Regions from separate parts of the Mus musculus genome. Here regions 1, 2, 3, 4 and 5 are each linked to region 6. A link is a contact called in public HiChIP or PLAC-seq and promoter capture Hi-C data. All regions are on one chromosome and are shown on one strand. The core of a region is the stretch at or near the end of the contact, and the rest is flanking DNA. Distances in the headings are between cores, read along the strand shown.

What was found. Promoter capture Hi-C pulls out the DNA fragments that hold promoters and counts their contacts. HiChIP or PLAC-seq counts read pairs in DNA pulled down with a chosen protein or histone mark.
Region 1: a contact with region 6 is called in an H3K4me3 HiChIP or PLAC-seq map of embryonic basal ganglia, with 4 times the contacts expected there. The contact joins the enhancer-like site here to the promoter of Kif26b in region 6. A contact is called at or near these places in 8 of 39 promoter capture datasets (the 3T3-L1 cell line, the C10 cell line, HPC-7-derived erythroid cells and 4 more), 2 of 15 datasets of contacts at CTCF or cohesin (the NIH/3T3 cell line and large pre-B cells), 2 of 484 Hi-C or Micro-C datasets (bone marrow-derived macrophages and olfactory sensory neurons), 20 of 115 datasets of contacts at active chromatin or transcription factors (the NIH/3T3 cell line, SST interneurons, craniofacial prominence and 14 more) and 3 of 9 other capture datasets (adipose tissue, embryonic stem cells and pancreatic islet).
Region 2: an H3K27ac HiChIP or PLAC-seq map of regulatory T cell precursor shows a contact between it and region 6, with 7 times the contacts expected there. The contact joins the enhancer-like site here to the promoter of Kif26b in region 6. A contact is called at or near these places in 11 of 39 promoter capture datasets (3T3-L1-derived adipocytes, the C10 cell line, HPC-7-derived erythroid cells and 7 more), 5 of 484 Hi-C or Micro-C datasets (bone marrow-derived macrophages, cerebellar granule neurons, cochlea and 2 more), 19 of 115 datasets of contacts at active chromatin or transcription factors (SST interneurons, VIP interneurons, craniofacial prominence and 13 more) and 1 of 9 other capture datasets (embryonic stem cells).
Region 3: an H3K4me3 HiChIP or PLAC-seq map of embryonic limb bud shows a contact between it and region 6, with 11 times the contacts expected there. The contact joins the enhancer-like site here to the promoter of Kif26b in region 6. A contact is called at or near these places in 12 of 39 promoter capture datasets (the 3T3-L1 cell line, 3T3-L1-derived adipocytes, the C10 cell line and 8 more), 2 of 15 datasets of contacts at CTCF or cohesin (the NIH/3T3 cell line and pro-B cells), 17 of 484 Hi-C or Micro-C datasets (the C2C12 cell line, the HL-1 cell line, adipose-derived mesenchymal stem cells and 10 more), 22 of 115 datasets of contacts at active chromatin or transcription factors (VIP interneurons, cardiomyocytes, craniofacial prominence and 14 more) and 2 of 9 other capture datasets (embryonic stem cells and liver).
Region 4: a contact with region 6 is called in a promoter capture Hi-C map of embryonic stem cells, with 7 times the contacts expected there. The contact joins the enhancer-like site here to the promoter of Kif26b in region 6. A contact is called at or near these places in 6 of 39 promoter capture datasets (the 3T3-L1 cell line, embryonic stem cells, frontonasal cranial neural crest and 1 more), 4 of 484 Hi-C or Micro-C datasets (bone marrow-derived macrophages, embryonic stem cells, nephron progenitors and 1 more), 16 of 115 datasets of contacts at active chromatin or transcription factors (craniofacial prominence, embryonic basal ganglia, embryonic forebrain and 10 more) and 3 of 9 other capture datasets (adipose tissue, embryonic stem cells and pancreatic islet).
Region 5: a contact with region 6 is called in an HNF4G HiChIP or PLAC-seq map of pancreatic cancer cells. The contact joins the enhancer-like site here to the promoter of Kif26b in region 6. A contact is called at or near these places in 8 of 39 promoter capture datasets (the 3T3-L1 cell line, 3T3-L1-derived adipocytes, cancer-associated fibroblasts and 4 more), 3 of 15 datasets of contacts at CTCF or cohesin (the NIH/3T3 cell line, pro-B cells and stem cell-derived epiblast-like cells), 12 of 484 Hi-C or Micro-C datasets (the C2C12 cell line, Sertoli cells, adipose-derived mesenchymal stem cells and 6 more), 23 of 115 datasets of contacts at active chromatin or transcription factors (the NIH/3T3 cell line, SST interneurons, acute myeloid leukemia and 14 more) and 3 of 9 other capture datasets (embryonic stem cells, liver and pancreatic islet).

Annotation. Positions count from the first base shown.
Region 1 is chr1:179,104,435-179,108,507 of GRCm38.p6, reverse strand. The region is part of intron 5 of Smyd3 (SET and MYND domain containing 3); the gene reads left to right. Among named protein-coding and RNA genes, the nearest start is that of Gm31349, 220 kb to the left of the region's middle. Within about 2 kb of position 1,652, at least 21 of the 459 cell types and tissues checked have an H3K27ac peak or open chromatin away from gene starts, as enhancers often do. A contact at or near this core is called in embryonic basal ganglia, where this site is marked.
Region 2 is chr1:179,167,411-179,171,669 of GRCm38.p6, reverse strand. The region is part of intron 5 of Smyd3 (SET and MYND domain containing 3); the gene reads left to right. Among named protein-coding and RNA genes, the nearest start is that of Gm31349, 160 kb to the left of the region's middle. Within about 2 kb of position 2,074, at least 33 of the 459 cell types and tissues checked have an H3K27ac peak or open chromatin away from gene starts, as enhancers often do. A contact at or near this core is called in regulatory T cell precursor, where this site is marked.
Region 3 is chr1:179,057,278-179,061,857 of GRCm38.p6, reverse strand. The region is part of intron 8 of Smyd3 (SET and MYND domain containing 3); the gene reads left to right. Among named protein-coding and RNA genes, the nearest start is that of Gm31349, 270 kb to the left of the region's middle. Within about 2 kb of position 1,652, at least 88 of the 459 cell types and tissues checked have an H3K27ac peak or open chromatin away from gene starts, as enhancers often do. A contact at or near this core is called in the C2C12 cell line, the NIH/3T3 cell line, VIP interneurons and 8 more, where this site is marked.
Region 4 is chr1:179,196,103-179,200,781 of GRCm38.p6, reverse strand. The region is part of intron 5 of Smyd3 (SET and MYND domain containing 3); the gene reads left to right. Among named protein-coding and RNA genes, the nearest start is that of Gm31349, 130 kb to the left of the region's middle. Within about 2 kb of position 1,846, at least 47 of the 459 cell types and tissues checked have an H3K27ac peak or open chromatin away from gene starts, as enhancers often do. A contact at or near this core is called in craniofacial prominence, embryonic limb bud, embryonic stem cells and 2 more, where this site is marked.
Region 5 is chr1:179,039,838-179,044,055 of GRCm38.p6, reverse strand. It overlaps Smyd3 (SET and MYND domain containing 3), which reads left to right. Exons shown (of 12, transcript NM_027188.4): 10 at 145-319. Among named protein-coding and RNA genes, the nearest start is that of Gm46249, 270 kb to the right of the region's middle. Within about 2 kb of position 1,930, at least 134 of the 459 cell types and tissues checked have an H3K27ac peak or open chromatin away from gene starts, as enhancers often do. A contact at or near this core is called in the C2C12 cell line, the NIH/3T3 cell line, Sertoli cells and 8 more, where this site is marked.
Region 6 is chr1:178,526,592-178,531,255 of GRCm38.p6, reverse strand. It overlaps Kif26b (kinesin family member 26B), which reads right to left and starts at 2,131. Exons shown (of 15, transcript NM_001161665.1): 1 at 1,631-2,131; 2 at 466-867. The coding sequence starts at 1,693.

The DNA.
Region 1 (4,073 bases), core at 403-2,902, 580 kb before region 6:
TTCTCAGAAGCAGTATTGATTCTGGACCTTTGCCCTTTTCACGTTGCCTTTGACTGCCGAGAGGTTAGAAGCCTCGAGTCTGTAAATTCACCTATGTTTGCTGTAATTATCAAGCCTAATTCTTTCTGTATGTTCTGTTTTGTCCAGATGTGAGAGGAAAATCAGGAGAGCGTGCGTTGCAAAACAAAGCTGGAGGGAAAGAGGATCATTCGAGATGTTTTTCGTTAAAAATAACTAAGTGAATTTAGCTCAAGTCACGGAAAGCTTTGCTCTTTTCTCGGTGACGCTGAACAGTCGGGTGGCTGGTTTACATAGGAAGCTTGGACTTCTCATTGGAGGCAACACTGAGAGTAACTAAATAGGAGAGAACAAAGGGAAAGAGGGAATTGCAAAGGTCAGACCACAGGCAGCACATGCAGGCTTAGGAGCTAGGAATTGTAAATACTTGTCAAATATATATATATATTTTTAATGCCTGCAGCACAGGAACCTGAGCATTGGCTAGATAAGGCACTCAGGTCTGTACAACCAGCAAGTGCAGCTGGTCCCTGGGCGCCAAGGACTGCCTGGTGTTTTAATTACCCCCAGATCACCGGGAGGAAGTAGAAATGATGTGACCCTATCTACTGCTGTGTGTCTCTGTTTCTATAAAGTTTTTGTGAATACCCTTTTCTGTGGCTGTGTTTAAGTCTGAGATCTCACACACGTGCTAGGTAAGCGTTCTGCAGAGGAGCACCACCCAGGTTTCAGAAAATGTTTTTGTATTTCCTTCTCCAGCTGTGTGACTTTGATGGCCAGCACACTCTGTAACAAATAGCCACCTAATTCCAGAAAGGTCTTTACCTGGCTCTTCCATTTGTCAGGCTAATGATGAATGACCGTGAAATCCGTCCTCTGAACCTCTGCCCATTCGAACCCCCGCCCCCCAAATGCCTCACTTGATTACTTAGCTATGCAATGGGTAGAAAAGCAACGCAAACTTGGACTTTAAGATAACTCGTTTAAATTCAGCTCCAAAGGAAATGGCACCGCTTAACTCACTATGGAAGGCGGATGCCTGGAGCTGCAGAGCATTGAGTTACTCTGGAGTGCAGCCACATTTGGCAAGTCCCTCTGGCTTGGCAGAAGCGCTGTAATTTTATACAGGTTTGGGATTTGAGTGACTTATGTTAGTCTGTTCCATAATGGCCAGGCACTAGTTTTTGCTTTTTTTTTTTTGCTTGCTTGCTTGCTTGCTTGCTTGCTTGCTTGCTTGCTTGCTTGCTTTATTTATTTATTTATTTATTTATTTATTTATTTATTTATTTAACTTTGGTGGAGCAGAGGTCCAAGGAGGGGGCCAAAACTGCCCAGCCTTTTAGTGAGTGACTCCAGGGGAGAGAGAGATGGTTAGAAACTTGACCTCAAGTGGCTGTAGTGACAGACATAGCTGTATACATTTCTACTTAGTTTCCTCCAGAAGCCTAGAGGCCTCTCTAGTGGTACTGCCCAGCACTAACAGAGGATTTTGTGCGTTGGAATCTGTTTGACAACTGGTGGCCTGGAAGAGTTCAGTTGTTAATGATTTTTCTCAGCGAACTTAGCATATTGTGCCGTTCTAGCTAAGGATGTCTTCTAATTAATGGGCTATTGTACAAGCTGCTGCCGTTTGCTTTGGTCCCTGGGTGTCGGGACTCATTCCAAGGCCTCTTTCTGTCTTCTCAATTAATCCTCACAATACCTCTGGTCTATAGCTTTCTGCTCAATGCCGGCCTTTTATTTCTGAGCCTTTCCTATTCAAAATGAATTGGTTTATAAATGCAGGCACGTGAGCAATCGAGCATACTTGTCCCCACGTGAAAAGCCTTATTCCCCCATGATTTTAAATGTGTCGTAGCGGGTGGCGGAAGGCATCTGTGAAACGAGAGAAAGCGGTAGGTAGGGTTTGTTGGAGGGGAGGGGAGAGGCAAGTGGGCTGCGAGGATGGATGGGTCCGTGTGGGAATGGCCACAGACACCAATGCTCACAAAACAAGTGTCGACCTCATTTTCTCTTTCTTCCTTCAGCTACTTGTTCTTTTGTGGCTGATTAATCTTCCCTGCCCTCTCCAGGAGGGAATATCTTTCTCCCCGTGGCACTAATTTAGGAATGGCAGCTGAGTTAGTTAGCTTCGGTATCTGTGGCCATTCCCACATGGACCCATCCATCCTCCCAGCCCCCTCTCCTCCCATACCCCCCCCTCCATGCCTCCCAGCTGGCCTTCATAGCCCCCAGCAACCCAGCATGTGGATGGTCTGAGCGAACGTAGGCCGAGTACGTCCCAGGGTCATTGAAGAGCTGTAGACTCTTGTGTTTCTAAATTGATCCGACAGATTAGACTGTCTTCCCAAATTATTGCTGTTTGTATTATGACAGAGTCACTGACAAGGAAATATGACCAATAGCTAGAAAATCATCTTTGGCTGAGGAAGGCTAAAACCTGTCAAAATCAGAGAGAAATGTAACACGCTTCCCAATCTTACTGAGCCTACTTGGAGAATGGAATAAAGCAAAATGGTAAAGGAGGAAAATCTTCTCTCCTCCTTAGTGCCTATAATTGCTCTAGGCGTATCATGGGCCTTTAATAAATGAATAAGCAAATCCCTGTTGCAAATGGTCCTAAGCCCCAAACCTTCCCTCACCTGGTCCTCTCCCTAGGAGTCCTACAGAATTGAGTTTTCTCAGCCAGCGTATGGCAGCACGTCAGCCACCTTAGGAAAGTGTTGAGTTCTTTGCCTTGGGTTTGTGGAAATCCTGAGTGGCACCTCCTGGTGGCCAGGAGAAATCCGAATGTGACCGGCATCATGGTGTTAGTGGCAGACATGACAGATGTTCTACTCTCAAACAGTGTGCTTCAGTTTTAGGGAGCCCTTTGCTCCAGTGAACAGTGGGTCACTGGCATGGGCTCGGGGTGAACAAGTCCCAAGGAGCATGCCCAGGACAAGTAGGGACCTGACATGCCCAAGGGTGTCTCTGCTCTCCTCTTCAGATCACTCTTGCACCTGCTCGGCCCTTCCTGTGGAAAACAGTCATCGGCATCATACTTGACCTTTCCACTTTCTGTGACGTGGGGAACAGGGCACAGTTCAGAGACTTGTGCATCTTTTTTAGTCAAGGTGAAGATGGGAAATTTCACTTACTGGCTGGGGCAGAACCTGGTGCCCCTGCTCTTTTTACTTTTTTTATTGTCATTTCTGGTGACTTTGGATGTCGTGACCTTGACGGTTAGAAGGTCAAAGTCATCTGTCTGAGTGTTTACGGCATTTTCCATTGCTTACGACGCCAGCCTCCGGGCTCTCTCCCTTAGTGCCCCTTCTTACTGAGCTTTCTCCGACTGTCTTAGCCACTCTGGTGACCTGGATCTAGTCTATTGGGCACTATGCAGTTGGCATGGGATATTTTTCTTAAACAGCAGCTGAGAATCTTGCCTGTGTAGGTTGCTGAGTGGGTATTTAGTCTAGGAAGGTAGGGGAATAAAATGAAAGGGGGGAAGGAAAGAAGGCAGTGACAATTTGTTCTGTCCACTGAGGCTTGAACCCAGGGCCTCATACATTCTAAGAAAGCATTCTTTCTAACACTGAGCAATACCCCCGATTCCTTTCAGATATTTTAAATTTTTGTATCAGATCTTGCTGATCACCAAGATGGGCCTCACCCTTGCTTTGCTTGTCTCCAAGATCACCATTCTGCTTTAGCCTCCCAAGAAACTGAGTTTATAAGCATGTGCCAGCGCACGTGTCACGGAGGTTAAATGTGCCCAGCGTGTATTCCCTACAGAGCAAATATTGAGATCTCAGCTTGGTGTGCCAAATGCTGGGGTAGATGTGTGACCCAGTACTGTGTTTCGTAAGCTGAGAGATGGCCCTCTTCCAGCGGGGCAGACCCGAGACCCTGTCTAATCAGCACCCAAAAGATCAGTGGTGAAGAAGGGAATGGACTGCAGCCATGTTTAGAGGTACCTGGCAGCTCTGCTGGGACTAGAAGCCATGAAGAGAAGAGAATCCAGGGTCAGTGTGAGGAGGCAGTCTGCGTAAGCAAAGAGGCTGGAAGGATGG
Region 2 (4,259 bases), core at 825-3,324, 640 kb before region 6:
TAGCTTGTGAAGACAATCACAAACTTAAGCTAAGAGCCTTGATATTCTGGAGCAAAACCCCGCAGGCAGCATATTTAGGTCTGGAGTGAAAACCCTGCACATCCCTTGGTGAGAGCTGCAGGAGCCCTCCAGCTGCTGGTGGTGGCAAGCTGCCGGGAAAGGGGGATAGAATTATCGAACATTCTAGGAGTTCAGACCTGGATATGATTTGTCAATGTCAATGTCAAATGTCTTATTAACTTTTAAGGTCCCTTGTACTCGTGTGTACTCATGTAGGGAGTTGTCTTTTGAGGTGTAGGGGATCCTTGGTTTCGTAGGGATAGGAACTTCTGCTTCAGCCAGGCACTTGCTTTATCTTATGCATTGTCCTCTTTCCATGAAAGACTTCACCTGACAGGAAAGTTCCACTCAGTCCTAGGAGGCTGGGTAGTGTCCCGCTGAGCATCCTGGGAGAGTGGATTCAGTTCCAGGTGTATTTTCCCTCCCTTGAATTTATTGTGCTTTTGCAGACTCTTTGTTCTCTTTCTAAATGTGTTATAAAACCAAAAGCTATAGATAGTAGACAAATTTCAGTATATTGAAATAATTCTAAAAAAAGATTGCGTAATAAGCCCCGTGACATCACAGCCTTCTGGGACATCACAGTCTTCGAGCCTTCGAGTGTTGACCTCTTCCCTCTGTGAGCTGAAAATGTAACGGAAAATAGCCCAGTAGAAAAGTAGACTGCGGGAGGGTATGTTGTCTCTGTCAGACAAAAACACAGCTCACATTTCCCCCAAATGATTCAAATCTAGAGCTGTGCACGAAGGTCGAAGACAGACTAGTGTGATCACCAGAAACCAACAGAGCAGGAGCCCGCTACAGTTTTTGGGTCTGAAACCCAAGTAGAGGATCAGGCGCTGGACTAGTGGGAGCTGAGACAGGGGAGGATAGGACCTGTGATCTCGGAGCCATGGAGCCACTTGAACAGTAGAAATGGAAACAATCTGAGTGGGCAAGAAATACCCGAGGCCACATACCGGAGCTCCCAGACACAGAAGCCATGTTATGTTGTCCTGAGGGTCAGCCTCCAAGGAACCAGGCAACAGGATCTGGAAGTCCATTTATAACAAATGTACAGAAGAACAAAGCTCTACTGAATTCTGAAGTTTTACTGGTGGGCTCGGTAAAGGACAAAAGGCTTGGTAGTAAACTGTGCCAGAGAAACAAGTATTATTCAGAAAAGGTAAATTGGGGGGGGGGGAGACAGACAGATAGACAGACAGACAGACAGACACACACACAGACACGACAGAAAAACAAACAAACAAACAAAAACAAACAAAAAAAAACTGGGCTGGTGGCGCAAGCCTTTAATCCCAGCACTCGGGAGGCAGACACAGGCGGATCTCTGAGTTTGAGGCCAGTCTGGTCTACAAAGTAAGTTCCAGGACAGCCAGGGCTACACAGAGAAACCCTGTCTCGAAAAACCAAAACAGACAGACAGACAAACAAAACAAACAAACAAACAAAACCCAGAGACATGACAGAAACAGAGAGAGAAAGATTATTTCTCCAGCTGCAGATGTAAATGCTCTTTGACTCAGCAGTTATGCATAGATGAATATTTCCTATAGTCATTTATCAAATACACAATGTGGCAGATGTATGTGGTATCAACCACACCTTACTTTGCAATAGGAAAAGCGCTGAGATAGTATCTGAAAGTCCATCAGTACTCAAGCTGTCGTAACCGCTTCTGGGAACTGTATGACACTGTGCAAAGTTGACACTAAGCTGCTTTGATAAGAGTGCAGACATTCACATGTGCCACATTACCATGGTTACTTGTGTAAAAGGAAAGGGAAGAACACCTAAGTGTGTTTTCTTGTCAATGCAGGATGTAAAAAAAACCACAAGAAAAGTAATATTGTCTCTGGATATAGAAACCACTAAAAAACGATCCTCCTTTTTTTCTCCTTCTTTTTTTTTTCCTTCTTTCCCCTTTTCCTTTCTTTTTTTGCTTTGTTTCCTGTGGCCAGGTTTCTCACTGTGGCCCCAGCTCTCCTGGAACTTGCTTGGTAGACCAGGCTGCCCTGGAACTCAGAGATCTCTACCCCTCGAGTGCTGGGATCAAAAGTGTGCGCAGCCATGCCTGGCTCATCCTTTTCATTCTTATTTGAGAAGTAAAGGAAACCTGGCCCCCGTTTGTATCCAGCCTTGTGTAGCTTTACACTGAAACCTCTAATTGAGATGCTTCTTGGATAATGCTTTCTCGAAAGAAATCGGCAAGGCTGTTTGCAGAGCCAGCATAGTGCGATGGCCCAGGTGGCTTCAACGTGCAAGCTGTGACCCATCTGCCCATGCCCCCGCCCCCCCAACCCCATGTTCATCTCCATCCTGCCTCTTGAATCTCTGTGTTCCCCAACCTTCTGGAAACCAGTAATGCTGCGTATTCGTAGATACAGTTCCACTGCAGGCCCAGCTAACACAGTTGTGCGTACCTAGGGGCCTGATGGAGCAGAATGCTTGTCTCTGCTTACAATGCACACTCCCCTTAGCTGTTCATGCTGTCTCTTGAATATTTATTTTTATATAGAGCAAGTTGTATATCATCAATAAGCAAACATTTGGACAATCTGAAGAGCAAAGTACAGGAACAAATGTGCACTCCTCAAATCTGTCTCCTCTGTCTTTCTTTCCTCTTCTGGGCAAGATTTGCCAGAAGTGGAAGAAACTGAATGTGGATGTTGCACACAATTTTCAATTAAAATTGCTTGCAGTAGGAAAGTAGGCAAAGAAAGTAGATGGGGGGTGGGGGGATAGGCAGCCATAGTTGAGGTCCCCACACATGCCAGATCCCATGAACAGCAGCAAACAGGCTCCCGCAGAGAAATGGAAACACTGTTGTCCTGTGACAAGAGGTTCCAATTAATGTGACTCACATGCATCTGTCTTTCAGTAGCTCACCTCAGGAAGCAACAACCTGTCCTGCTGCAGGAGTCGGCAAAAGGCTCATTTAGTGAGTGCACCAGGAGGCAATCTGGGACCTGTGCTGAGTGGTCAGGACCCTTTTCCTTTCCATTTACCTCAGGTCAGGAGTAGCAGCTGACAGGGAGATGTGGCTGTCAGGCTTCTGAGGAGGAGGCCCTTCTGAAAGTGTATGCTCCTCAGAAGCAAAGGTATAGAAGAGATCAACATGGCATCAACATGGCCAGATCTGGGTCACTAAAACAAAAGTATATTTACCCTGTTAACATCAGAGTGAGGACTTTTGTATCCTACTGCAGAATTGATGAGCTTAAACAGGACCATCTGTCAATTATGTATACTGGACAGTGACCTGGTAGTCAGAGAGGTTCAAGATTTATTCTTGAAGCTAGCTATTACATGATTCATCGTGTATTTATGTTGGGGGGAATGGAAGGGGGGAGGAGAGAGAGAGAGAGAGAGAGAGAGAGAGAGAGAGATAGGTTGTTATGCATGTCTCTGTGTGTACAGAGAACAGAGAAGGGAGTCCTTGCCTTAATCTTTTGAGACAGTGTTTCTCACTGAACTTGAAGCTCGACTGGCAGCCAATAAGCTTCAAAAATTCCTCAGTCTCTGCTCCCAACAATACTAAAGTTAAAGCTATGCCCGTGGCCACATCCAAGGTGCCAGGAACCCAAACTCTGATTTCCATGCCTGTGCCCAAGTGCTCTTGCCTTATGGGCCGTCCCCTCAGCCACCTACACACATTTGATGAGGAACACTGGTGGGACCCAAATTACACGGCTCTGTCATGGGAAGTATGGTTTGATTCTCTTTCTAAGTCTAGATTTCCAGAAAAGCCCCAGGCATCAAGGACTTCTATGATCAAGTCCTTCTTGTGAAGCTAGAGTCCCATTTGGTCCAACAGTAAAGCTCCGTGGGAACACAGCCAGGCTGTTCACACCTTCTTAAAGGGGAGGTCTTGACGAGTGCCTGCTATTCTGTTACTGCCACAGACTGACTGTGAGAGGCAGTTTTCCATATATTTAATACCTGCTTAAATATCATTCAGTTTCATGTATCGCTTAATCACTGCCGTGATCTTCTGAGATGTGTAGTTTTAATTTCCGTGAGTGGGAATATGGTTCTTTTGAGGGCCACACAGACTCCCATGTGGTTATGAGATATAATGGAGGAAACACTCTGGACCTTTCATCTGCTTTTCTAAAAAGGTCACGTCTTTGTCTTGGTTTTTAAATGTCACTCTAGGGATGAAATACAGGCTGTCACACATGCTAAGCAGAGCCTCA
Region 3 (4,580 bases), core at 403-2,902, 530 kb before region 6:
ACAGCACTTCACTTCCCTGGGATGCACAGTTGCTAAGAAGAGCATCCGAGTCTTGGTGGTTCAGAGCAGGGTCACTTGTGGCTATGAGGTAGGATGAAGAAGAGCCATGCCATATGCTGGCCTCCTCTCTTCCCAAGGTGAAAAAGGGGTGGCCCTGTCAACCCCATAGCCTGGGAGTGATGGCCTTCTGCAGTGACCCCTGCACCCCTCAGGAGCACCAGACTCCGGAAGTATGTGTCTGCATACTTATTGAAAGACAAGATAGACCTCCTCTACTTTTAAGCAAAGTTTTGATGTTGTACCCCTCAAACTGTGACATAGTCTTCTTGAGCTTTTTGTTCATTTGGCACGAGGTCAGAGGAGTCCGATGTGGCCTCATTAAGCATAAGGAAGTTCTTGTGGATTTGTGCATCCAAGCTCTGAAAAATAAAAGAGAGAAAGATAGATTAGTGTGCTACCAGAAGTTGCACTAACAGATATTAAGGCGTGGCTTCTGATTCCCTAATGACATAATTTTCTTTGGTTACCCCAGCGCTGACCTTCTTTAAAAGTGTCTCTACACTTGTGTCACAGGACTGACTGGTTATCTGAAATTGCAAGTGTGGGCCCCAGCCAAACTCACCACTTGTTTGGGGATTACAGGTTAAGTAATCTGATGTGCTTGTCTTAGGAGATAAACAAATGCCATAAGCTGCCTGGGTTTTGGCTATCACCCCTACTGACCGTTACAATCATGGATGTCAGGGGAAGCACACAAATTAAATACCCTTGGTCCAAGTCTGGGCTTGGCAACAGGCGGTGCCATGTTGAGTACAGTCTTTGTTCTGTGCCACATACTCTCTCTGTTCTGGCTGGGGTGGTGCTGGAGAAAACTCAGCTTAAAATAGAAGGAAGAAGGGGAAGAAAGAAGGAAGGAAGGGGCTTGCAATTTGCAGGACCACACATGCTCAAAGTCTCTACTCTCTGAGTCTAAGAACTGTCCTCAGGCACCGCAGACACCTATGTGACCAATGGACTGGAACGATTAGTTTCCATCTCCATGGTAACCATAATCGAGTTTTCACCGAGGCACTGGGTCTAGCTCTGAGTCTTGCAACTGACTGGCCAACAGCAGAGCTGGGAGCTGAGTCCCAACTCCTTGATGCTGCTTTCGTGGTTTCTGCCACACAATGCCTCGAGCCTGCGACCTAAAATTGTCCAGTGATCAATTCAGTGCTGGGGATCAAGCCAATGGCCTGGCGAGGGCTCTAGCACACAGCCAGCCCTCATCCTATTTTGAAATGTCTTTGGAACGCCTGCATCTAGCCCATCCTAACCTTCACCATCAGGATGTTGCCCCTTAAATCTGTTCTGTTGTAGTTTGAAGCAATTTCCTGTCTGTATGTAGAGGTGAGTGAAAGCAGCTGCTCCCAGTAAGGGACATAAAAAAGATTAAGGAGCAGAGAGCTGTGGTTTCAGTCTCCATTAAAATAAAACCTGTCCTGAAATTTGGGGCACGCAGGGGGCGGGGTGTACTTTATCTTCATGGCTGCCTGCATTAGGACAGTTTTCCTGTAAAAATCTTTGCATTTTTCCCAGAGTCTCAAACCTCCCACCTCGTGGTGTTTACAAAAGGAGACTGGCAGAACTCGGCCTGAGTCACATGCATTTACAGCCGCACAAGCCATCCGTTGGATAGTTTCTCCACAAATGTGAAAAGAATTCGTTTGAATGTGCCTTTGCGAGCCAAGCCAGTAGCCTCACGCTTTGTATGATCCCCACTGTGCGTTCTCAGGCGCTTGACTCTGCAGCATGGGGAAGATGCAAAGAGGTGCTCCCTTAAATATCCTCCCAGAATGTTTAACTGCCTCTGCATGTTGGTCCATCATGCCTGTTCCCTGCAGAATGCTGCCTGTAAAAACGGATCGTCAGCAGGCTCCACTGGTGTGGCTCAGCTCTCAGAAAGCCCCAACTTTTGTAGATGCGGGTGTTGCCAGTGTAAATGGCTTTGGTGGTTGCAGGAGCTTCGCTGTGACGTGAACGTCCCCTTCCTCCTGGAACTTCTCCGTCACTGGAAATTTAACCTTGAACCTGAGATGGGTTGCACGGACATTGCCTTGTAAAACTGTGTAGTTTCTACAAAGCCGGTTTGTGCCAGAGTGAAAAGCAGACACACCTTTGCTCCCTAATGCCTGATCGGGGCACACAGCAGTTTGATTCTGTCTTAAGTAGCAAGCATTCTTGCCTTTCCCTCCACACCCCTTCGTGCCCACTGTGCCCATTGGCTGCCGTGGGGTTCATACAATGGTGAATGCTCTGGTTTCAGCCTTTTTTCCCATGTTATGAAAGAACCGTTTTCTCCCCCTAAGTTAAACCTGGACTGCTTTCAGGTATTTTTGCCAAAGGAAGTGGAAATTGGTTCCAGTTGATGTTTCCTGTTAATCATAAAGGTTCTTGAATGAGCCTGTGAGCTAATCTATTAGTCCCAGTATGTTATCCATGAACCAAAGTACTGCAGTCAAAGACACTGAAGATTAGACTGTTCCCATCCTGGGTTTTATTTCAGGGCTCCCTGCCCCTCTCCAGAGGACAGGCATGCTATTTGAACCGTATGCTACTTTCTTTTTAATATAAAGTAACAGAGTACCCCTTCTTCCTTTTAACACACTGGAATTGTTGCCTCACTAGGGAAGTTTATAAGTGTTCCTTAATTCCGTTCCGATCCTATCCTCCTCCTCCTCTCTGATCAATCTAATTAGAGTTTACGTGGGGATCGGATAACAGGAAACACAGGAAGGCAGATCGCCCTTCTCTTTCTCCATTTTAATGAGAACCATCTGAAATTAAGCTAGCACAAGAGTTCCAACATCAAGCGCTTGCAAACCTAGCAAGTAGAGTTGTCTGTGGCTTCCTGTTGCAAGGTAAACCCGGATTGGTACCTCTAATGCTTCATCGGATGTTGCCAGCAGCCACTTCCCAAGGATGTGTCCAGCCACCTGTGCCAGGACCCTACCCTATTGAGGAAACTTGGCTCTCTCATTCCTGGTGACTACTGGCCCCTGAAAGGCACCGTGTCTACTTTGAAACCAGAGGAAGCCTCTGGCTAGTTGAATCCAGCTGTGTTGACTGGCATCTTTTTTTTTTTTTTTTTTTTTTTTTGTGGTTGTAAGATTTTTGTAGAATCATCTGTTTTTACATTCAAGAAACCAACTCTGGGGTATCAGTTTACCATCTTTGTAGCAGGGGTGTGTGTGACCTTAATCCATCCAGGGAGAAGAGGCTGGGGAACTTTGGGCAAGAGAACTTGAAGTGACTTCGGATGATGTTTAAGTAGAAGCCAGGGAAGTTCACTGACCCCACTTCCCAGCTAGCCCTTGCTGCTGTTGTTTGAGAATATGGATCCTGAGCCAGTGCGGGATTTTGTGTTTTAAATTGTGGCCAGTATCTGGGTATGTGGCAAATACCACACTGCAGTGGGAACATATCCTTCTCCAACATTGTTACAGTGGTATAATATCAGAAATGAGTCAAGGCAAAAGTATTGTAGAAGAAAAAAAAAACCCTCAACATTCAGTTTCCTTGGTTGTTACTCTCAATGTTGTTAAATTAAGTCATTGATTTTGTTCTTCTAATACTCTTAGCCATGGGTCATAAAAGTTACCATCACTCTCCTTGTTCATCCGTTGCGCCCACATGTTGTTAACTGACAGTGTGTTGCTATAGGAACTGTGAAGAGTGGCTTCCAGGGCTCCATGGTCAAGCTGATCCACAGGGCAGTCATTAACACCCTGGTGGAGTGCAGAAAGGGCCAGGAACTAAAGGGACAATGGGAAGACGCCAACACAGTGAGGGGGGGCGATAGAGGCAGAGGGATGATCAGTAGTGTTGCCCCACTCCTGTAGGTCTGCAGGTAGGAGGCTCTGTTTGGAAAAGTAGGCACCAGATTGAAAGACAGGCCAGACACATAGGTGATGCAGGGCACATAGATGATGCAGAGCACATAGGTGATGCAGGGCACAAAGGTGATGCAGGGCACATAGGTGATGCAGGGCACATAGGTAATGCAGGGCACAGAGGTGATGCAGGGCACAGAGGTGATACAGGGCACAGAGGTGATACAGGGCACTGTCTTAATCAGGGTTTGTATTCTTGCACAAAACATCATGACCAAGAAGCAAGTTGAAGAGGAAAGGGTTTATTCAGCTTACACTTCCACACTGCTGTTCATCACCAAAGGAAGTCAGGACAGGAGCTCAAGCAGGTCAGGAAGCAGGAGCTGATGCAGAGGCCATGGAGGGATGTTACTTATTGGCTTGCTTCCCCTGGTTTGCTCAGCTTACTTTCTTGTAGAATCCAAGACTACCAGCCCAGGGATGGCACCACCCACAATGGGCCCTCCTTCCTTGATCACTAATTGAGAAAATGCCTTACAGCTGGATCTCATGGAGGCATTTTTCTCAAGGGAGGCTCCTTTCCCTATAATAACTCCAGCTTGTGTCAAGTTGACACACAAAACCAGCCAGTACAGGCTCATAGGATAACTGATGGATTTGATGGAATATGAAGAACTGGGGTGGTCAGGAGGGAAGGGAGGAAGTAAG
Region 4 (4,679 bases), core at 597-3,096, 670 kb before region 6:
TGGGAATGAATACAGGGTGTGCCAAGCACTAATGACTAAAAGCCTATTAGTTTGAAATGGATAAGTTTAGAAAGCCTCTTAAAGATTGCTCCAGACATGTCCGGATGTATTTCTGGCCAACCACCGACAGAGGTCTAGTTGGACTTGACCGGTATTAGACAATGCTGGCTCTTCTCTATCTCTGAGAAGTAAAGTCACCTCCATCATCTTGTCTCACCTGCAGACAGAAGTTAGAGATCTGTTATGAGCTCAGCTTTACCATAGGCAAGGCAGGCGTAGGAAGAAGACCCATGAGTGCCATGGGTTAGAAGTCACCAGCTCCCTCCCAGTGGCTGGTGCTGCTTGCATCTCTTTGGTCCTCATGCCCCTCAGCCTTAAAGGCAGGTAGGAAGGGGATGTTCCCTCAGAAGTCTGACTTAGCTTTCACATCCATCCATGGTGGGCATGAAGAAAACGGGAAGGGCCTTGGAGATTCACTTCTTTCCCCTATGGAGGCAACACACAGTGAGGATATAGAGGGTGTGACTATCTTCAGTGCTGGGACCTGCTCACCTGAGCATTCTGTGAGGAGTAAAATCACTCTCTGCCTCATTTGATCCCCAGGGCACTTCAGCCTCACCTTGTAGATGGGGTAGTGAGACAGGGCTGCCTCTCCTTTGGGGAGAATTTAAACACAATTCTCTCTCTTTGAATTCTTGAACAGAGGAGACCACAGAGGGCTTGGCTATAGATACCTTGGAGAGCCTTGTGGAGTGGGGTAGCCCAGTGTTGGACTGTGGAATTTGAGGGGGCGGATAGCTCAGTGGTGGGCTTGGGAGATAGCCCAGTATTGGGCTGGGGCTGAGGCTGGCACGGGAGTAGGTTTGGTGGGGGATAGCCCAGTGTGGTAGAGAGCATGCCTAACAAGCTGAGACCTTAGGTTTACTCCCTAGAACTCCAACTAAATAAAATAACCTTTTTCCTTTTACACTAGATCCCCACCCCCTCCCCCCAATTTGGTATTGCATTCCTTAATTTGGTCTTATAAGTATTATATAAATACGTAAGTAATATTCTTTTTAGGCACTTATCTATACTTAATTTCTGATGTTGGCCTTCTCTGCTTAGCAGTGATTCATTGGCAAAAACCAATGCATTTGGGGTTAGCAGACTAACATCTGCAGGCAGGCCTGCTGTGTGTGTGTGTGTGTGTGTGTGTGTGTTTGTTGAATTAACAGAAGTATCAGATGTTTTGTCTTACATAAATGAGTTAAATATTAAGGACAAACTGAAGGTGTGTGGCAAGAGTCTTTCCTTACCATGAAAAGTCATAGTTGGTAAACTCTCAGTTTGTTTCTTTGCTCTTTCTGTCTGTCTGTCTGTCCGTCCCTCCTTCCCTCCCTTCCTTATCACCATCACCACCACCACCACCACCATTATCATTATTTCTGGTTCTGGGGATGGAAGCCAGGGCCTGGTGTGTGAATGATGAGCTCTGTCTTTGAGCTTCAGCCATCTCCCTACTGTGATTCTTTTTTTTTTTTTTTTTTTTTTTTTTGGTTTTTTGAGACAGGGTTTCTCTTTATAGCCCTGGCTGTCCTGGAACTCACTCTGTAGACCAAGCTGGTCTCGAACTCAGAAATCCACCTGCCTCTGCCTCCCGAGTGCTGGGATTAAAGGCGTGTGCTACCACGCCCGGCTCCCCGACTGTGGTTCTTATTGGTATAAGAGTAACATGCTGTGCAGCACATCGCCATCCCTGCCTTCAGGCACATACTGCCCACCATGTACTGCCTGGGGGCTGGCTGAGGACTGCATGATGGCACACTGACCTTGACTTTGGTGTCTTTGCACTTCCTGCATCCCTGCTGGCTCCTTTCCCATCAGCTCCACCTCCCAACATGGTAAAGGTCATCAGGCGGTTCAGGCTGAAGCACTTAGTCCTACATTGTTATTTCTGATTATATAACTGGGATTTTCTTTTGTAGGAAGTTTTAGCCCTTCCTTCGATTGAGGAGGCTGCCTTGTACCCTTTCACTAAGGGCAGCTGTAAATGGCAGCTTTGTACTGCCTGGGTGCTCTCTTTTTTGCTGACCTACAGTTTAATTTCCAATGTCTAGACTTGATAGTCTGAATTTAAACACAAGACATAAACAGAGTCATCTGGAACTCATTTTTCCCCACACTAAACACTTCTTTCAGATACTAGTGTGCAGGAGACTCCTTCCTCTAACCACACCTCCAGATGAAAATCATTTAATTAACTGAGAAAGGTTTAGCTTAATTGCTCTCCTAAACAATCACGCATACCGGGTTGGTTTAGGTTTCCAGTGGCCGGAGGGTGGTAAATCGCAGATTCATGCTTAGGGAACTCCTACAGGGTCTTTTTGCTCAAAGATGTGGTTGCTCCAGCCTGCCCTTTCTCAGTCTCACAGGCCAGTTGGTTCTGGGTGTGTGGCCTTGCTAATTGCTTGTGGCTTTCCTGTCTGGTGACAAAGACTGAGCTGGACCTCTTCTGGGAATGTGCCACAAACCGGATGTAAGCACCCGATATCCGGCTCCCCTCAGTTTGTTGCTATGTGTCTGCTCTGCATTCAAATAAAACATTACAGTCGATATAAATAAGCTGTTTATGCAGTTATGTGTGTCATGCAAATACCTTGGATCACTTAGGCTTTGGTGCTGAGCTCTGCCTGCTTGCTAAAGCCCGAGGCAGAAGGATGCAGGAGGCACTGGGTGATGGAGGAGTTTGTACCAGGAGGTGCAAGTCTACAGAACTACTCTCAGACCAGAGTTGGAAGCTCCAAACTTTGACTCCGGAGGTGATGAAACCCAGATGGCTTCCCCAGCTGGCACACTTTACACACTCCACTCTCAACAAGTCAACTTTTTATCTTCTAGTCCAGAAATTGGGTTTAAGGGGAGTTTGGGAGAGGGAATGTGAATATGAGTAGAAGCCCCGCTCACTTGCCAATCAGATAGTTCCAGCCCCAAATAGTCTTCTAATTAGGAATGAAATCAGACGGGTGGGTCTGCGCAGAGGCAGGTACGCCACTGCGTTAGAATTTGTTGCATTTTAGCAGTAAAACAGGGTTCCTTTTCTTTTATCACCGGGGTAATTAGGATCTCCGTGACATCTACAAGACACTCTTCCTTTTCCAACTCCTAGCTAAACTGTACTGTCTTCATATAAAGTGACTCTGTAAATGTCTACACCAGCTCCTAATGCAGCAGAACTTTTACAGAGTCTAAGAGTTTACTAGTTGAAAGCCTATTCATGCTGAAATAAATTACTGAATCCTCCTGCACTCTCTCCTCCCATCCCAGACTTTAATTATAAAGCCACAATCACACCAGATAGTAAACCTTAAATATTTTAACATTTCCCCAGCAGGAGACAGCAGCACATAAACCAGCAGGCAGTTATATGGAGAGATTTATTTCTTACTGACCCAGGAAGCCATGCCTCAGTGCCTCAAGAAGATGCTGTTGTGCCCCGCCCTCTCCGAGGGTGCTAATGAATGAGCACAAATACCTACAGCGAGTTAAGTACTCTTGGTGGGACAGATGACAGAGGGCATCAGACAGTGAAGATTTTAAAGTTAGGTCTGTCGGGTGCTCAGGGATGTTTGTGTGTAAATTTGGAGTTGAGCTCCGACAGGTCTGAGGTTTTTATGTCGTGCAGTCCTCTTGGTTGTGAAAATTCACTTATTCCAGTCTGTGTCTATTTAGAAGCACTGGAAGTTTAGGGCAAGCTCTCACAAGATTTACCGCTGCACTGTTGGGTAGAAAATGATTTGCAGAGGGGATATCGCTGCAGTTCATTAGGTCAGAGCGCTTGCTGCCAAGGCTGAGGATGACCTGAGTCCGATCCTTAGGACCCACAAAGGAAGGAAAGAACCAAGTCCCCAAAGTTGTCCTCTGATCTCTACCGAGGCACACCCACACTAAATGAGCGAATACAATGTCATTCGTAAAGCATGACTTTTGAAAAATGATGTAAAACATGAAAAGACAGTTTTTGGGTGTTTATGTCCAGGTTGTTGAGAAGGTAATTGTAAATGGCTCTTCTGAGCTGGAGAGATGGCTCAGTGGTTGAGAGTATGCTGTGCTTGCTGAGTTCAGTTCTCTATCACCACTGGGAGACTCACAGCTGCCTTTATCTCCAGGAGATCTGATGCCCTCCCCTGGCCTCTGCAGAAACTGCATTCACATGCACAAACCCATAGACATACACATACATAATTAAAATAAATCCATAAATGATAGATAGATACTTAAAGCCTCTCAGTTGTTAAAATTCAACATTTTAGGACATCCACAGTCAACTTTTTAAAATTAACCCATTTATAATTGTGATGCTGGAGAATACAAGCCCTGCCTTTCAGTAGTCCAGTTTGAATGACTGTTTGTACCTGGGATAAATTGAACTGAGTTATCTTTAGAAATTCACAATGTATCATGTGTTCATAGGAATGTCCATTCAGCAATCCAAATTCCTTTCCTGCCATTGGGATCAAACCACCTGATACAGCCTATGCCACCGGGGGATTATTCGTTTTGGCTCACAGTTTAGGGGTTCAGTGCATCATAAAGAGGAAGGTGGCAGTGGTCCATCAGTGCATACATGTGCGTGTATGCATATGGTGCTGGGGGCAAAACCAGAACCTTAGATATTCAAGGCATGCTATCTATGAGAG
Region 5 (4,218 bases), core at 681-3,180, 510 kb before region 6:
TACGTTTTCCAGGCTGCCCTTCTGTGCAAAATAATGGGAGCCTCCCCCCTCCCATGCCTGGAAACTCTTCATGCTTTAGACGGCTCTGTTCACTTCTGTGTTTTCTTGATGAAGACAATGAGGCCTTAACTAAGTTAATAACAGAGTGGGAGCAGGTTCTGGCGCTGTGCCAGGCGATCATAAACAGCAATTCCAACCGGCTTCCCGACATCAACATCTACCAGCTGAAGGTGCTCGACTGTGCCATGGATGCCTGCATCAACCTGGGGATGCTGGAGGAGGCGTTGTTCTACGCCATGCGCACCATGGAGCCGTACCGGTGAGTGCTGGGCAGGGCAGGGCAGGGCTGGGACTCAGCTGCCTCCACTGTGGGCTTGGGATGGGATGGCCGCTGTTCTGACTGATATAAGACTGCTGTCCCATCAAGCATTCCTACCAGCAGTTAGCATACAAAACCAAACCTTCTCTCATTCATTCCCGTTTCTTCACATATCCGACAGTCACTGGTAAAGCTGTTTCCAGGATCCTTGACCTCTGCTTGTTCTGAAATGAGTTAAATACTGTTGCTGTGTGAGAATGGGTGATTATAATACTGTATGTGGCTTGCAGTGTAAGGACAAACAGGGAGGGGCCAAAGAGGAGCACATGGCTCAGTCCTCTCTTTGGATCGACTATGCAGGTGAGGGTGATAGATCTGATGCTCTTAGGCTAACAGTGGTGGTGGGTCTCCTCTGTCAGAATTCACATTTGTCAGTGATTGTGTGCACACTGTTGGCCCTTGTAGCCATCTTGTGACCAGGTAAGAGAATCGGAGGCTATTCTTCTCCAGTGAGTCATTGGATCAGAGAAGAAACTATTGGTGAACTACGAGTGATTCATTACATTATGTGTTGTGCATGCACACATGTGTGCATATGTACATAGCATGGTGTATGTGTATACATGTGCATGTGTTTGAAGGCAGGACCTAGCTTTATGGCCCAGGCTAGCCTCCAACTTGTGATTCTCCTCCCTCTGCCCTCTTTCCTAGCCTGGGCTACAAGAATATGCCACCATAGCTGATGGAGACTTATTTTTTCCTGCCTATGCTCAGCTCCTCCAGGTGTGTATGTGCTAGGTGGTCTTGTAATGTGGAAGAGCTCCGAGAGGAAAGGGAGGCTGAAGTCAAGTGCTAAAGGTCTGGGCAGTACAGCAACAGTTTTCCCTGGACAAAGAAGAGAAATCGAGGTTGAGAACAAGCCAGCGGTGAGGATGCAGGGCAGATGAATAATCTGAGAGCCGAGTTACTCAGTGCCCAGCACAGGGCAGGTCACCACAATGAAGACAGTGGCTACATGGGATATAAAGGGGGCCGTGTCTGCAGAGCAGGACACCTTTCCTGGGTGTAGTCTTCCCCATTCTACAGATGATACATACATGGCCTAGCCAAAGAGGGTGAGGCACGGGGAGAATCCAGACCTAGACCTCTGGGACATGGGACAACAGGTACAGGGAGTGGTTCTAAGTGAAGCAGGTGGGGCACTGCCTGTCCTCCCTGGAGGGGAGCCTCGGGTGACAGACAGCAGGGAGGGGAAATTACCTCAATCTGCATGTCAAGAATAGAAGTAGGTTTAGGATCCAGGCTGTCACTATCAAGAGAGATATCCATCCTGTGTGACCCTAGGCCAGCAGTCAGATCTGGGCTGAGAAGAACCTGAAGATAGCCAAGGCCCCTGTAAACAGGTAGGTGTCAGAGACCCACAAGCCAGCCAAGCGGCTCCAGACCCATGGGTGTTTCCAGACTTTGGCAGCTGGCTGCTTTTGTTCCCTTGTGGTGAACAGCTTTGGAGCTGTCTGTGAGTCAGCTCTAATCTAACGTGTAAGATGCTGCCTGGAGGGCTGAGACCAGAGACTTTCCCATGAGCAGTGGAATGTCTGTTAGGGGTGAGGAATCTTGTGGGTTTTCTGGAAGAATGAATCAAATACAGAGAGATAAGGCCGCTCTCTCAGAGCCGCACTGAGCGTTGACGTGGCAAGCAGTCTGTGATGGTTGGCGCAGTCTCTGAAGGCTGGGGCCTGGCCTCGGGAGCCCAGAACACATGCAGCACAGTGAATGGATGGACCCAGGCCAGGAGCTGCAGACTGAGAAATTCTGCCTTTCTCCAAGGGCTCTGTGGCAGCACAGTCCCCCATCCTTGTCTGGCTGGCTTTTGAAGCAGATTCTTGCCTTATCTTTTCCTTCACTTTGCCATCCAGTCTACCCTGCCAAGGCCAACTGGAAATGGCCCTTTAGATTGCCCCACCAGTAAGCTCTCAAAGTTCTGATTGCATTTTAATCCTCTTTTGTACATGTGCAGAGACTTCTGCACAGCACTGACCCAGCCCCACTTAGCTGGCAGTTCAACCAGCGAGCACTCACGTCAAACAGAAACTTTCTGCATAGATGAGGCCACGTCCTCCACAGCATATTCCCTCGTGTGTGAGAAACTTTCAATTACGTTTTCGTGGCATTGGCCAATCACGTTCTCCCGGTAAATGTGTGTTTTGTCCTCGTACACAGAGACAGGTTTTCAAGCCTGTTTCATTCTCTTCTCCCTAGGGCTTGCTCTGCAGCACGCTGCCCTGGCCCACTTCCACTGAGTAGGACTCGTGCCATTTGCCATCAGAGGGACTGTAGAGCCAACTTGATGAGCAGTCTAGAACCCACACAGTTAAGAGACTCAAGGAACACACTTTGCCCTTTCCCTTTTAGCTCAGGACAGCGATATGGGGAGCACAGACCAATGGGTGAGATGCCCCATGAGCCCCTGTCAACCTCGGAACAGGAAGGGAATGGCAGGTGGCGATGGCTTTCATGTGCTGTCAGTCACCTACACAGTGGCCTGTGGCTGCTCTAGGCCAGCCTTTGCTGCCGTTTAGCCAAGGACACGGACAGTTAGGGAGGCCTGGGTTACTGATCTGTGACTGGATTACCATCTGCAGGAATAATTTGACAATGTCAATGTGCTATTTGTCGTGCCCGGATTGAGGTCAAGCCTCGACTGAGCACTTTGTCACCGTAACCTTGGGTAAGCTTCAACTGCTGACCTTGGAGGACAGTGTGTCCAGATCCCATCTTTGTCGAGCCCACTGTTTTCAACCCCCTGCTTTGCAACTCACTTATTTTTACCCAATAGATCTCACTTAACTTTATGGTGCAATTTACTACAGACCTTTTTTTTTTTTTTTTTTATTAAGTCTTCCACAAGGCAAAATGTCTGAGGCAAAATGTCCGAGGCAAAACATACCTCATTCTCTCAACAGATATACATGGTGCTATCCCAGAATCGTGCCGTAGTTTGATTTCCAATCTGTTCACTGTGTCAAACCATGCTACGGTTCAGATCAAACCATTTGATTCCTCTTCGTGTGCTGATGTGGTCTGATCCTCATGGCATATCAGTACAAACTCCCAACTGCTTGCCTGCTCTATTTCAAGTCATGCTCATTTTAAATTTGGGTAGCTATCATCCCCAAATTTTACCCTACCCACCACAAGGTCACTTTGTCCACAAGGGAATATGAATAAGATGACTCTGATCATGTATCATCATCATCCTTAAGTAGTAGTAGTAATATAGTTGCCTTGATCTAAATTTATTTCAAAATATATCATGGCCTTCTCCATCCCCTTAATCAAAGCCTATGGTGAGATTTGTTGATATTCATTTTGGTCACAATAGTATTTTGTGCCCCTGGTAATGACACAGTGTGAGTCACCTGGGGGCAATGCAGAGAAGAAGCAATGGAAAGAACACTGGAGGCCTGGGTGCAAATGTCCATGGTCCTATGCCATAGAGAGCTGGGAGAAAGGAGGGGTGCCGGGGAGAAAAAGCCAATGAAAGGAGCCGATTCCAGCTTAGACAGGTATCTGTCCTTTCTCGTCAGGGAGAATAGGGTCAGCAGGAGGAGAAGGAAAGTATGGCTGGGGACTGGCAGCCATGACATGTTTACAAGTCAGGAGGTATCAGTAACCCAGGAGATGCTGACATTACATGGCTGTGGCATCACCTGCCATGTTGCTTGTCCTTTTGTGACTAGCCCATCACTTCTGCGTTTTCTCCAGAGAACAGTTAACCGAGAGCCCAAGGAAATGGCCGGACCAGTGAGGGATACAAGATACAATTTTCTCCTCGGATCTCAAGTGCTTTTTTTCCTGTGATTCATTGACAGATCTTAATATTTCATTCATTTTTCTGT
Region 6 (4,664 bases), core at 882-3,381:
CTGTGCAAATACAACTGCATTGTGTTCCGCTCTGGGGGCTCCAGGCCGGTCAAACCACGCAGACGGGGTTGCTATGGAGGAACCAATGTGCTTATTAAATAAGCCCAGGAGCAGGTCAGGATGTAGCTCAGCTCTTACAGCGGGCCACCTCTTAATCTTCCTCACTTAGACACATGGAGTGTTAAGAGAGAAATGCTGGCTTTGGAAAATATGTTTCTGTGATGCAGGGAAGGTAGAGCCACAAATAAGCCATTGGAACCTGGAACTCGCAGCAGCTGGCTGTTAGTGCCCCCTTTGGCATGCTGCTGCAGACAGGGTAGGGAGAACCTGTATGGCTAACCCACTGGGGGCATCCCCTGGCGCCGCGAAGCCGGGTGCTCAGCTAGGGGCCTTACACCCGGGCGCCTCGAGGCAGCATCCTAAGGTGGGGCGCATCTTCCCGCAGAGCACCCCGCAGTAGCTCACCTTTCCCGGGAGGGGTCCCGGCAGCAGCAGCTTGAGAGCCTGCCTCTTCAGCTCCACCAAGCGGGCGTTACAGTTCTCGCACCAGACGCCGCGGTCGGAGCCGGGGGAGGAGCCGCCGCCGCTGCCCGAGCCAGGGGAGCCGGTGCCGAAGCCGGGTGAGCCGCCCAGAGAGCCGGGCGAGCTGGTACCAATGCCCGGAGATGCAGGTCCCGGAGAGCCGGTGAAGGAGCTCGGGGACGAGGTGCCCGAGCCCGGGGACGGGGTGCCCGATGAGCCCAGCGCAGAGCCTGCTCCCTCCGGGGTGGGCCGGCTGCCGGCGCGCGACTCCTCGTAAGCCTTGCGGTACCAGCTCTCAGGAGAGCAGGGCGCTGAGGGCTTGGTGGGCGAGCACATTTCGTTCACCTGCCGGAGAGACGCGCGGCGTCAGGCCCTGTAGAGCCATCAGTCCCCCGTGCGGCGGAGGGCTGGTGGGGGGGGGGGGTCGCCGTCCTGCCCGCACTGATGCAAACCTGCCCTCCATCTATCTCCATCCTTCAAGTGACCAATCCTTAAGGAAGTCCTGTCCCACCCACCCTCGCCAGAGTGACCCGCACGCAGGTCCCCCTCCATTCCTCCTGGGGTCAGCACAAGAGCTTGCGGGGTGTGGATATCCTGCAGCTTCTGCGAGAACACCCAGAAATCCAGCGCCCTACTCTTTCAAACCCGGTACCCACCCCAGCAAGGGCCTAGGTACACAGTCCTAGAACACCCTATCGCAGGGTGGGTGACTGTGACTTCTGGATGTTTACTCATTCGGGGAACAGCCCCCACCCCAGGTCCTGCAGGTAAAGCAAACGGGCTCCCCGCTCCAGGGCAGCGATCCGAGGGAAGAGCAGAGGAATTCCTGGGAAATGCTCCCCCTCGGCTTAACTCTGTCTGCAAGTCCCGAAATACTGCAAAAGTTAAGGGTGTGAGGAAAGGGAGGAACCAAGGGCTGAAGACATTCCCGTAGCCAGGCGAGCTGCAGACCCGCCTCCATGCACGCACGACCCCGCCGGCCGTGGGGACGCCGGTGCACCCGAGAGCTGGGGACCCTGCATCCGCCGCCGGCTCCCGGGAAGCAGAGGACACCCACTCAGATGAGTCCCTGGAAACGCATCTCCTCGTGGACACCGCCACAACTTACCCCGTATTTCTTGCCCCTGGTGGAGACCGCAAGCCTCTCTTTATTTCCGGCTACCGAATTCATGGTGGCTCTTCCAGAGGAAAGGGTCTAAATGTTCCCACAAGGCTACATCCAAAAGGTCTGCCAACCCAGACGCGTCCCCCCTCGTGGTAGGGGTTGGTCCTCAAGTCAAGATTTCTTAATGGGGGGTTGGGAAGAATGAAAGCAAATGGACCCCAGAAGTAATAGCACCAATTTGCAGGAAAGGTTGGAACGGCTGGTGGTTCTCAAATAATGGGTCTTCTCATCTCTCTGCCTCCTCCAGCCACGCGTCCTCTCTTCGCGGTCACATCCAGATCGCTAGCATTTTCCTCCACCCGGCCAGCGCGCGTTCTCCTCTAGCGGGGCCGAAACGGAGGAGGACGGCGGCGAGGACGCAGGGAGGCTGCAGGGAAGGTGGGCGAGCCCTCGCCGAGCCGAGCCGGCGGTGGGAACTTGCCTCCTTCCCCGAGCTCGCTAACTGAGTTCAAAGAAATTCTCCCAAAATATAAGGATCCAGACTCGGGGAGGAGCCACGGCGTGTCGCCGAGCCAATATGCGCCGTCCCGTTTTCTCCTGACAGTTGCGCGCAGGGCAAGGAGAGGGCGGCTGTACGCGGCCGGAGAGCAGCCCGCGGTCAGGACGCGTGTGTCCGTCCGGGAGCAGCGCGGAGCCTAGGGAACCTCAGCCCCGCCGCCTCGGAGCCCGCCGGGCCGCCGCCGCCGCCTCGCCTGCCGCGATCCATTTACGGCGCGGCGCTTGGGCCTGGCATCGCCAGGCGCAGCCGGGGCGGGGGTGGGGTCGTAAATCTGGCTCCGGGCGGGGAAGTTGCTGGCGAGGGGCCCACAGCCCCGGGCTCCGGTGCTATCCAGCGCGCGAGCCTGTAGCTCGGAGTCGGCCGAGCTGCGCTGAAACGCAGCACCCAGGCCTCCCCGCCCCCCTCCCCGAGAGCTGGTCTCTTCCTGGCAAGGCGTGCAGGTCTGCCTTTGAAAAGCCGTGCAAACGGATTGAGTCACAAACAAGTCCGCAAACAGGCCGGGACCAACCCCCCCGCCCTTTGTTCTCCCAGACCTGCCTGGCAAACCTTGTCTTGATTCGCCCTCCTAGCCCCAGCGGGCCAGGGGACCCTCCTCCCCTGGACCCCGATTTGAGCACCGGGAGCCTTGAGCCCCCCTTCCCGCGCCCGCCCACGGGCCCAAGCCCCTGTTAATGAAGGGAAAACCTCCCGAGACCTGCACAGGTGAGCCCGAGACCCAGCCTGTAGCTGCCAGGCTGGGGAAACTGAGGGATTGGTCGCGCCGAACGCGCGCGGAAGGACTGCGCGGGCCTGGAGAGGGGGTGTGGCGCGAGCTGATCGACCTCGGGGACTGGGATCGTCCCCTTGCCCCTTTGCACGGTTGCCTGCCAGCACCCGGACCTGTGGGATCTCCAGAGCACCCAGCTGTCGCCCGCTGTCTGATTCCCGTCCCCCGCCCGGCGCAGCGCCCAGGAGCGCAGGAAGCCGGCGTACGCCGGGCTCCACACGTGGCTGCTCCGGGGTGTCATTTTTCATTTCCCGGGAGGACATTTCTTCTGGTGAGCCGGCAGGTCTATTTTGTTGTGACCTTTAATTAACACCCCACGAGACGCCTCCTGCGGGACCAGCCGGGCGCGGAGATCACGTGTGGTGTAATGGCATCTGGGTACCCCGGAAAGACCTGGCCTGGGGCTAGGCGGGGGCAGGAGGACATTTCGGGCTTCCCTAGTCGCTGTCTTCCTTCAACATATGCAAGAGAAAGGAGGGGGCAGAATACAACAATTGGGGTGCTAGAACCCGGGGCAACGCCCCCCCCTCCTGTCTTCCTGTGTGAACCTTCGGCGCCTCCCGGGCATCGCCATCCCCGCCCAGCGCCCTCTGCAGCTGGTGCACCCCGGATATTTCATAGCCTCTAAAGCGAGGCGAGAAGGTCAAAATGAAGATGTTGAGAACACTGTGGAAGTTTCCATTACGTTCCTACTTCCAATTTCAACGCGATCATATCTGCCGAAGACCTTAGGGGGACTGGTAGCCTCCAGGCAGCCCAACTGCAGCCGCATCTGTATTCTGCCTAGGTGCCGCGGAAAATATCGTCGCCATTAGCTACGCGCGGCTTATCAGCCTCAAAGCAGCATGTGGCCAGGTGAAATGGACGAGCCCGTGAAGCCCGAAGTGGGAAAGGTGGGGTGTCGAAGGGAGAGCCATTGCGGAGCTGCACGATTCGTCCTGAAGAATGATGAGCCCTGAGATCTGATGTGCATCTCAAAATATCTTCGGTCCCCGGCGTTTGATGGGCTCGGAGCGCCCTCTGTTGGTGAAATTTTATAGATGGCGGCTCCTCAAGAGAGTTGATGTAAAATCTACATACAGTGAAATGCATAAAATTTAAGTGTAAAATTCCATGAGTTTCTATAAATAAATACATACACGAATATATCTATATATGTATATATATACAATATATATATACAATCTAATATATATATACAATCTAATATATATAATATATATATAATATATATACATACACAATCTAATATATATATATATATACAATCTAATATAGTCCCCAAATTAAGGTGTAAATTCTTCTCACTGACCCGCCCCCCCCCTTCCCAGCAGTCCCACCCCACATTAACAATTAGCAGTTACTGTTCCGGCCTCCATCACCACAGTTCACTTTTGACTGATCTTGATTTTTTATTTTTATTTATTTATTTATTTATTTTTGGTCTAGAGAATCCGAATATCTTTTGTGTTTGGCTTAACATGGTTTGGGGTTTCCTGTTACTGTTTGCATGGGTCTGTTTCCTATTTTGCTGTCTTACACGCCCCCCCCCACTTGCCTTTCTTTTTAATTGAATAATGTTTTCATATTCTCTGGTCCTTTGACTGAGCCCCTAGCTCTAATGACTCTCATATGAATCTTTGACTTAGCCTGGGCTGTTCAGAAGTAGCATGGCAGACTTCATTAAAATGTACACTTTTGGCAGTCCCAAG